Linked DNA regions of Zea mays: region 1 is linked to region 2. A link is a contact called in public Hi-C data. All regions are on one chromosome and are shown on one strand. The core of a region is the stretch at or near the end of the contact, and the rest is flanking DNA. Distances in the headings are between cores, read along the strand shown.

Evidence for each region. A called contact is a pair of places that touch in the nucleus more often than the background predicts.
Region 1: a Hi-C map of leaf shows a contact between it and region 2, with 3 times the contacts expected there. The contact joins the promoter of LOC100382201 here to the promoter of LOC103648021 in region 2. A contact is called at or near these places in 4 of 25 Hi-C or Micro-C datasets (bundle sheath, ear and leaf).

What each region holds. Positions count from the first base shown.
Region 1 is chr2:229,709,187-229,714,712 of Zm-B73-REFERENCE-NAM-5.0, forward strand. It overlaps LOC100382201 (CASP-like protein 1U2), which reads right to left and starts at 2,920. Exons shown (of 3, transcript NM_001174960.1): 1 at 2,863-2,920; 2 at 2,529-2,747; 3 at 1,868-2,382. The coding sequence starts at 2,728. The coding sequence ends at 2,013.
Region 2 is chr2:229,563,447-229,568,745 of Zm-B73-REFERENCE-NAM-5.0, forward strand. LOC103648021 reads left to right here and starts at 1,477. Exons shown (of 4, transcript XM_008672521.4): 1 at 1,477-1,816.

The sequences.
Region 1 (5,526 bases), core at 1,670-4,169, 150 kb after region 2:
GTTGCTAAAAAGGTTGGTTTATGTGTGTTCTCTTGCTAATTTTTTTTCATTCTTGCTCCATTTTAGCCACATTTTAGATTTAGGGTTTAACCATGTGAGAGCGAAGAGTATAGCTAGGTTATTTTCTCTATTTTCTAAAATAAGATTATTTAAAATGGTTAGATTTTTTATTAGTTGCTATGAAAGGTTGGTTTAATTATGTTTCAGTTGCCAAATTTTGTTCATTGTTGCTCAATTTTAGCCATATTTTAGAACTAGGCTTCACCATGTGTTAGAGAGAAGAGTATAAATAGGTTTTTTTATCTATTTATTTAAATGAGGTTGCCTAAGATGGTTAGATATTGTCTGTCCTCTCTCTCATTTTCATGATTAGTTCTCTATTCACTTTATCCAATATATATTTCTTTGTTTAATGAATGGTGCATGTGTTTATATGGAGAGAGAGGGGAAGATAGGTTTGGGTATTAAGATTTTTTGTTTATTAGTTGCTCGGAAAGTTTGGTTTCTATTTCTCTTGCCAATTTGTGTTCATTCTTTCTCAATTTTAGCCAGATTTTGGATCTAGGGTTTCACCATGTGTTAGAGATAAAGTAGTTAGGTTACCTAATCCAACCGACGTAAGGGGCCGGACGAGTCTTGTGGTGGGCTCTACGTGACTCCAGACTGTCCGACGTATGGGGCCGGACGGTCCGAAGGAGGGCGAGATGGTCCGAGATCGTGCGCGGATTGTCCGGCCGTGCTTAGAGCTGATCCGCCGTATAGAGAAGATGACGACAGCAGTTGTCCCAGATACGAGTTCATCGGGATACCATAATATGGCTGGGACTAAAAAACTATTTGTTGCTGATGTTTTTGGTGCGGTTGTTTCGGTGCCCAATTTAGGTGACAAAATCAGGCGTACACCTCATTTTCTCTATATACTTATTCATACTTTTAATTTGATCGTCACATACAGACCTTTTAGGAGATTGAACAACATCGGATGTCACGGTGTAACTTATAGTGAGGCGTTGCATGAAGTCCCCAGCGGAGTCTCCAATCTGGTCATCAATCAATAGGCTTGTACCGCCTGAAGGTGCCCTCTTCGGGAGTGCGGATGGTCCGCAGCACAGGGCCGAATGGTCCATAACCTCGCTGCAGGAGCAACTCCTTCCCTGTGTTGCTCCGGATGGTTCACACTCTAGATCGGATGGTCAGCGATGGCATAGGGTCATCTTCCTCCTCGCAGGAACCTAGATCTCGCTCCTTAGGAGAGAGATCCTAGGGTGCTCCGAGTCGGCAGGCCACCCGAGCATCCCGAGACTACGTACAGTCGCTTATCTGATTAAGAAATCAGATCGAGGAAGAGATCGCCCTCATAGTAGATGACCAAGCTTGTTAGGGTGATTTCCAAGGGTTGTCTTGGGGTCAGCAGGCCATCCAAGACGGATCTAGACGACGTAGAGTCGAATAGGGGTGGAGCCGTGGAGGTGGGTATGCGGAAAACTACGACTACAACTACGTTACATCTATTCATAGGACATGAATGATAAAAAAAGTAATAGATTGGTTCGATTAAATTGTGTTCGGGATTCTCAATCGGCCGTACCCCTTCATATATAGGGAAGAGGTCTGATCCCATTCCTAGGCGATAGCCAACATATTCTATGTGATTAGATGATAACCACGCACGAGATAAAGATAATCGTCCGAGTCAATCTGATCGCGGGGGTGTGAACCGTCCGATCCTATGAGATAAAGATAATCATATGAGTCAATCTGATCGCGGGGGTGCGAATCGTCTGAACCATAGGACCAGACGGTCCGCAAATTTTGGTGTTCAACACATTCATTTTTGTTCCAAAAAATTGAACTGGAGCAGCCAGATGGAAATCAAATATATGATTTGTGCTGAAATTTTTTCGAAGGATAGCTTATCGTAGTGGCATTCAGTTGACATAAATTGGAATTTCGCTGGCAGAAAGCCTTCACACTCACAGTACTCAACATCACCTGACAAATAATAACCAAGATCAGTAGTAGTCGCCTGATTCCGACGAGAGGGGCCACACGGAGAAGGGCAGCGGCACGTCCTTAGCGACGGCGGCGGACACAGCGGAGATGCTCGCGGCGATCGACAGGAGCTCGGACCTGCGCACCTGCTCGCGGAATCGGCCACCACCTGCGACGGTGCACGCGTCGATCTCGGGGCCGTAGGCGATGACCGCCGCGACCACCGCGCCCGTCGCCGCGTTGACCAGCGCGAGCACCACGACGTCGAGGACAACCAGGATGATCCGGGGAAGCTTGGGCGCCTCGTCGCCGTCGTCGCCCTTCACGACCTGTAGGTAGATGGCTGCTGCCTCCAGCACCGCCGCCGCGATGTTCAAAACTACCAGGAAACTGCAGCGACGTGTGTAGAGTAGAGCATATACTATCAGAAGTTAGAATAATTGATGATGCAACGACGATGACGTACGTAAGATCATATCTATCTAGTTATCTAATCATGCTCTGCTTACGAAGAAATTAAAAGAAAATATACTTACACGAAGGGCCGGTAGTTCTTGAACATGATAGTGACCTTGGCGGCGCCGCCGTGGCCGTAGATGGTGCAGTCGCTGGTGGCGGTGGCCATGACGACCGCCGAGATGAGCGACAGAACCAGCGTGGACAGCCTGAGCAGCAGCGTCACCGCCTTGGAACCGTTTGGCTTCTCGGACATCACATGGCAGCTGGATGAGTACATGGCTAAGCACGCTCTGCTTCTGCTACACAGATTATTTTCACGAAATTCAAGTTAGACTTAACTTGTATATGTAGTGGCCATTTTTTTTAACCATGTCTACCCAAAGGTCTCTACAAAACGATGAGTACACGTACCTTTCCTGGCTAAGCAGTTAGGACTGGCTCTGCTTCTGCACTTTGTGCTCCTGCTACTGATGCCAAGAGTTGTTAGCTTCAAGCACCTATTTATATGTTTATTTATACAACTATTATGCCGAGATCACGAACACCTACAGCGATGACGTCTTTAATTGATGAGCCCCAGCTGATAGGGGTGGGTCACACCACGGTTAGCGACGACGTCTTCGATTGTTGTGCCCGGCGCGGTCGTCGTCGCTAGGGGCGCCATGGTCAGGGAAAACATACTGAGGTCGTCGCGGCAGCGACGTCGTCGACTGAGGGGCCGACGACGGCGTCGTTGTGAGGGGCCATTGGCGGCATGGTTTTCCACGCAGCGCATGCAGGTCAGTCATCACGGGCGGGGCAAGCTTCTCTACTGCTGCATACGCTGACCCTGCTGACTGCTGTACTGCGTAAGAAATATATATGTGTTTTTTATCTATGGCTATACAAGGACAATAAGAAAGGTAACCCGTACTCGAACGCGCGGGCTACGAAAGAGATACAAGGCTGTCACCACTTGCTGTCTACCCTTACACTTCATGATGTACGAGTACGAGGCAAAGAAAGGTAACCCACAGCCTAGACACCATGCATATACGCTAGCTATTGATTACTACTCTAATCTTATTCTTAAAATTAGATTACCAATTAAGAACGATGAACCCTTAAGCAAAAATAATAGAACAATACCTACACTTAACCTACTATATTGATCTAAGTGTCCTAGGTGTGGACTTGGAATCAGGTCACATCCGTTGAGGTGGTACGGATGGCAATGGATCGGGTTCGGATTTGGGTGGAGCAAAAACCTACCCACGATCGTATCCATGAAGTCTAACGTAACTAAACTCGCTTGTGATCGCTCTAGCGGATGCAATTCCAAACCCACTCCCGAACCTGTCGGGTTTCAAGTCACCCGTGGATTTTTATTTAGTGTACACTTTTAAAAAAATAATTTAGTTATAAGCAATTTAGTACCAACAATAATTAAGTTATATATATATACACACACAATTTTAAGCATTATCACGTTGAGCAACAACAATATATTTCATGAATCATTGGACAAGTCATTACTATTGTATTTTAATCATTTTTACGCAAAATAAAGAACCAACTAAATTCGGGTCGGGTGCGTGTCACCAAGGTTGGAATAGAAACTCGCACCCACACCCGCAAAACTTCGAGTCAGGTGTGACGCAACCGTGGTAAAAATCTTCACTCGTATCCGTCGGGTTTTAGATTTGCAGGTTAAATTGGTATCCCTACAAGGCAAGCTAGATGGTTGCCGATAGACCCCACATTTATGCCAAACTCTCTCCCCCCTCTGTTTTTATTCTACACTATGTTTTACAAAAATGTTTCAAAAGCACATAATAGTCGGGTATAGACAAGTCTGGTTGAGAATTAATCAATGTGGAAAACCTAGCCTTGATTCCTCGATAACAGTGACAAAAAGAAATGAAATTAAGATAACACAAGTAAAGAAGATATACGAGGACAAGCTAAGTCCAAAGATAAAAACAACAATGATTCCTCGATAACAGTGCCAAAAAGCTTATTAATTGGGTATCTTAATGACCCACACAGACATCCACAAGCGTATGGACAGAGTTGTTGCTTTCACCTAGGAGTATTCTAAGGTTTTAACAAATTTATATGGAATGTATGTGTTTCAACATGGGTTGTAAGTTGTAACAACATCTAAGGACAAGATAGATTGATGTAGGAGAGAGGATAACTATGGTACACACTACCAGACACAACTGCTTTGCCGAGTGTTTCAGGCACTCGGTAAAGCCTAGAAAACACTCGGCAAACTCTTTATCGAGTGTGACTCTTGTCGGTGAACTGTACATTGACAAGGACTTCTTTGTCAAGTACTTTTCGTCTGGCACTCGGCAAAGACTTTACCGAGTGTCACCTGGTACTCGGCAAAGAAAAGCCGCCGTCACGACGCCAAGGGACGGTGACAGAGCCTTTGTCGAGTGTCCGACCTGACACTCCGCAAAGGATCCCTCTTTGTCGAGTGCCTTCTGGACCTGACACTCGGCATATAAGGCTCCAGGAGCCCCTTTGCCAGCCCCTTTGTCGAGTGCTCTAGGAGGCACTCGGTAAAGGCCCCCTCTTTGCTGAGTGCGTGTTGAACTAGCGCTCGGCAAAAAGGCTCTAGTGGGTCCCTTTGCCACAGTCCACATGGAATCATAAAACTTCTTTGGAAACCTGCTAGGTTTCTACACATAGTGTGTGACAACTTACACGAAACAACGTCAAAATTTTATCGGTCTCTACATATGATATCATGACATCTTGACAAGTTACACGATTTTCTGACTTTTTTTGTGTTTTATAAAAATTTAAGCACAACTGGATAGCAAGTTCGCGATCATGTTTTGTGAGCATGGTGCTCGAAAATTCTGGTATGTTCCTGAAATAGACCGTAACTTGTACTAAATAATATGAATACCATTTTTGAATTCATTGTTTTTCATGTTTCGAGTGACATGCAGTTCAAATATGAATTATCCGGAGAAATTCAATTCAACGAGATAAATATAATAGTTATAGCAAACACTTTGATAATTGTGCCAGGATTGAACATGTAGGTATATATACAGTAGGAACACACCACAAAAA
Region 2 (5,299 bases), core at 227-2,726:
TAAAGGACTGGCAAATTATATATGCAGTTATGGTTCCACATATGTGTCAAATATTAAGTTAAAATTTATAAATATATCTAAAGTGATAATCTACATAAATTATATGTTATGGCTACTAATATAATTTTAAACAATTGAATTGTTAGTATCTCTTTATAAGAGCAACTCCAACAGTCCCGGTAAACGACTCGTGCTCTATAAAAAAAACTCTGTGTAAAAAAATGTCGCCCCACTTGTGTTTTCATTGACGTTTGGTAACCGAAACTTTCAGTGGAAATTTGAACATACCGCCGATTTTTAGCTCTTTTCTACTAGTGCCAAACAGCTTCCAAGTTCCAAAAGCCTCTTCTTCAACCTCGCTATTGCTTCTCGCTCGCCATCGCCTTCCCATCACTGGCCATCTTTGGCTAGCCTTCAGGACTCACCATCTTTGGCCGGCGCGCTTTGCCGCCCTCCTGCTCCCTCCCGCGTTGGTTCCCGTGGCTCCACTACCCGCACGACCTCCCCACCGCCAAGCACTCGCGCAACACATACCTCCCTCTCCCTTCGATCACCGGTGACCACTTCTCTGGCAGCCACGACCGTCCCTACCCTCGCGGCAGCTCGACTAGGGCCACTTTCGACCTCGCCGTCACCCATCTCTCTGCCACGCTCACCCTCGCAGGACCCGTGCCCGCCGAGGCTGGTGCATTGGCGCTCGCCCCACTCCGTGTCTTTTGACCTCGACGACTGCTACTACTCCACTGCCCACTTCCACTGTGGAGCTCTGCATGGTCGACTTCGACTCTTATGATGAGGAAGACGACTTCGGTATCGTCGTCCTCTCCGACATCGTGCTCCGCCTCCACCTGGCACCGACTTCAGTCCCAGTCCCATCGTCCTCCTCGCAAAATGAAGAAGTCTGTGAAGAAGAAAATGAACAGCAAAATTAGAGTCTCTTATCTCTGTACTAATCTCTAGGCCGAGATTCTCTTTAAGGGGGTAGGATTTGTAAACCCTTAAAATAAGGTTTGAAGAAGTTTATGTGGTTCCCAAGATTGAAAGGTTATTTAAATTTTGGTTGTGTGAATTATGCATTTGATATTAAATTCTCAAAATAAATAAATAAAATGAACTTTGCATTTCATACTGGTATTTTATTTGGTTGTTTCATACTGACTTGTATTCATATTGATTCTTGAACTTAAATTTGAATTTGAGTAAGAAATTAGAAAATAGCAAAGGAAAACAGAAAAAAATGAAAAGAAAAGGAATGCAACCGTTCTAGGCTGAAACCTCCTCACTCAGCCGACCTATCCCTTCCCTTATACAACACCCATGTGGGCCGCTCGCCCGTTCGACCCACTAACGCCCTTGTAGGCCGGCCCAACTCACTCTCACCCGCCGGCCCAACTTTGCTCCTTTCTTTTTCTTTTTCCGCCACCTCAATGAGTCAATGATCTCAGGGACCCGCGTGTCATCTCTCGCTTCTCGCCTGAAAACAAAATCTCCAACAGAATACTGTTGCGCTCGATTTGGACGGGATCCGATCACCCGGGGCTTCACCTCCACCCTATATAACTCGAGCCTGCGCCTCCTCTCGAGCCATCTAAACGCAGAGAGCATCTCTTCCGAATGCCTCACCACGGTCAGAGAGGGCGGAGAGAGAAGAAGTCGCCGCCACCGTCAAAAGCCGGAGTTCTCCTGGGTCGCTAGGAACCTGTACGCGAAGGAATCAGGCGCGGTGAAGACTTTGTACCCAGGGTATTGCTCAACGGAGCAGGATCTCCGCCCCGGTGCCGCGATTCGCCGTGAATCGAAGCCTCCGCGCCATCAGGTACTCCCCTGGCCTTCGCTACCATCTTCCCCCTCCCTGCGTAGCAGTTCGTGGTGTCCATCTTAGAGCAGTAGGGCATGGGTAATCGCTCACCGGAATACGGAAGCCGCCGCAGAGGCGCCATCGACGTGGCCAGCCTCGGCCTCCACTTCGTTGTCGGCATGGATGCGTTCTTCTATTTTGCCCTGTCCACCGCTTCATATAATGCTCGTCGGTATAGGAATGTTCGACCACAAGGGCGGCACTGCGGTGATTTCCTGCCGGCGCATGACCGTCGCGACAATGGGCAGCGCCGCCGTCAGTGCGGAATCGGGCAGAGTGGAGGAGTCCCAGGCTGTTCCATTTAGGCAATGTTAGTTGTGTGCTAATTTATAGGGATTGAGCGAGATTAAATTCAGTACAAGTCAAATTTCTCTAGATCCCTTCTAATTCTCATCAATCTCTATGATTTTAGAATCAAACGGAACGTTTCAGATTAGATGAGAGGTAATGGTTTGACAGGGGCGATGTGTGTGGTTCGATCATGGATGTGCGATCACGATCGTGGCAATGACATGGATGTCTCTGGTCTGTTGATCTGGAATCCAACGGTGGAGTGTGCTACCGGTTCGGTCTCTAATCTGAGTCGTGGTTCGGTGGCTGCATGGCTCTAGATCCGCTCAGGGTTATAACAGTAGACTATAACTACGAAAGCGTCCCTGAGTTTTTACATAATAGACCCATCGATTATTCGTGTGCAAATAAATTGCAGATGGATCCTTGGTATTTTCAAAATAAACCCTAGAAGTTATTTTAGGTATAGAATTAATATAAAAATGCGTAAAAACTTGCATAAATCATATCTTGCTCATTTTAACTCTGTTTTATTTCGTTCAAGTTGCGTTAAGTTCGTAATAATATTGCCTAAACTTTAGTTACATTATTTTTATCACGCAACATGTTTTCAAAAATAAGTAACTATACTTGTTTAACCTAAGTTTATGGGATTCACTTTTCTAATCTAAGTATAGTATTTTAATTTGACCCATCTATAATTTGACTAAAATAAGATTTCTAATCAAGATAAAACTTGAATTAAAAGTTAAATTTGTTATTTATTTAGAATATCTTTTCTACACATAATTTGTATTAATCAAAATAACATAGTTCAATACTTAATCACATAAAACTTCCAAAAACCATATCATTTTAACTATAACTTCGATTTTAGTTGTTCTCGAATCTATGATCTCGTAGCGACGTGTAAAATAATAATGTGTGAATTGTTTTCATCTTTGGTGTAATGTTACCATATCCATTATTTGCTTGATTGTATGTATTGTTGCGCATAGAAGCGAGATGGCGAGGAATCTGTCACACTTGAATTTAAGGGGCAAATCCAAGTGTGTCTCATATGTGCACAATTGATCTTATTAACGAACTGGTATGTTCTATAGGATCTTGGATTAACGATCAACGTCTGAGATTTTAAGTCGCTTCGATGAGCAATTAGTGCAATTCCATGGATGCTCCCGGTTAGTCGACTCATGCCTAGGTTCTATATGCACCAGTGATCGCCCCGAACCCAACCACGGGGTCACATCGATGGGGATTGCGCGGATCGACGAGTGACCGCTTACACACCCTTGTCTCCCTTTCTCGATTCTCGGTGGTTGGTTATCTCTGTACCTAGCTAGGGTTTGTTGGACAACGGGGGTGTCCTAACTTATACCCTAGAGCAAACGAGATGGGAATCAGAATCGGATTTCACACCTCGGTTGTTGCTCGCGAGTTGGGAGATGACCCTGTCCGGCGGTGTGGGGGATGGATATCTACAGAGTCCACACGCGCATGAAAACACGTCTAGGGCCACCTAGCAGGCATCCCCTGGGGCATCTTGTGGTGGGCCGTCCGAAAGTAACCAGGTGAAGCAAGCCCATTCTGAACTAGTAAAGGCCAATGTCCGAGTTAGGTGCCACGAGAGCACGTGTATGTCAGGCATGACGTTTGCGCCCACCCGACATGCTAAGTCTCCGGCGGTAACTTGGGCGGATGAGCGTAGTGAGTTCCTAAGATGTAGGAGGACAATTCGCTACAAATCGGGAGATTGGCGAACATATTACGTTTACCACTTGTGCGGGGATAGCTATCCTTGGCCGTGTATATATGGCCAAAAAGCACCCCTACCATTTCATCTTGCCTCATCCCACCGTTCTCATAGTTCACAGCTTGTAATCTCATCACAATACCAAGGTCCCCGCAGGACGTAGGGTGTTACGCCTCTCGCGCGGCCCGAACCTATACAAGCTTGTGTGTTTCTCCCATCGTGCCACCGCACGAACCATCGAGTCACGATTAACGACGCTGTCCTGCCCAAAAGCATCACGAGGGTAACCCCGTGGTGTGCGGTCGGGTAACAAACACCAACAGCTAGCGCGCTAGGTAGGGGGGGGGCGACATTGATGAGCGCTGACTCCATGGCAGTCACTTTCAAGAGCATGATCACCTTCAACCCAGGAGCAGTCTTCTGCTTCGAAACCATCTCCGGTGTCACAGTGTAAAGCCCAAAACTTGTATAGGAGAAAAATAATAAAATAAATAAATAAATGTATGTACATGTTGGTAATTTGGGATGATGGAGCCCTAGGAGATTATTTGGTTACATTTTCTTTTGTTTGTATATACAATTGATGGGAATAAGTTAGGCAATTAACAAATAAATAAATAATGAAATATGCATCTCATGCTGAGATCTTGTATTTTTGCATTTATATTCAAATTTGTGAGATAAGTTTAAATTTGGAAAATTAGAATTTTGAAAATAGAAATAGAAAGGAAGAATAGAAATTATAAATGAAAAAAGGAAGAAGCAGCCAGCTGGGCCGCCACTTCACTTTTTGGCCCAGTCATCTACGCGCGCGGCTCAGCTCTCGTCTCCCCGCAGTGGTGCCGACAGCCTGGTCCTACATGGCAGCCTCACCGGCCGTTCTTTCCGTGCGCGCGTTATACTGGCAGCTAGGGCCCACTCGCCAGCCCCTCTCGGTTGGGCAGTCACTGCCGGTTGGGCCCACTTGGCGGGTTGCCGTCACCACCGAAGCTGGCGGAGCTCGTAACCACCTTCGTCGATGTTGCCGGAGCTTTGGGGGCTGCCCGGATGGGTTCTTGCTTCATCCATGGGAATACAAACCCCCCAAACCTTCGTCCTCCTAACTCCTCCACCCGAATCACACCCAGGAATGTTGAGAGTCACGGCGAGTTTGCCAGGCAGTGAGGGTATTGGGCCGCCGGACTCCCATCGCGTATTTGGCATCGTCAGGTCCTCAAACTCGGGTTCGTGAGCTCAGCCATGTCATGGGGAAGTTGTCTATGTCCTCGTCGGGCGGAGAAATCAATCGGGGATCCCGGAATTTCTCACCGGAGTCATAGTATCACGGTGATGCCGCTCGTCGCCGCGGACCAGACCATTCCCTGCGATAATTAGCGGTAATTGCACAACATCTAGTT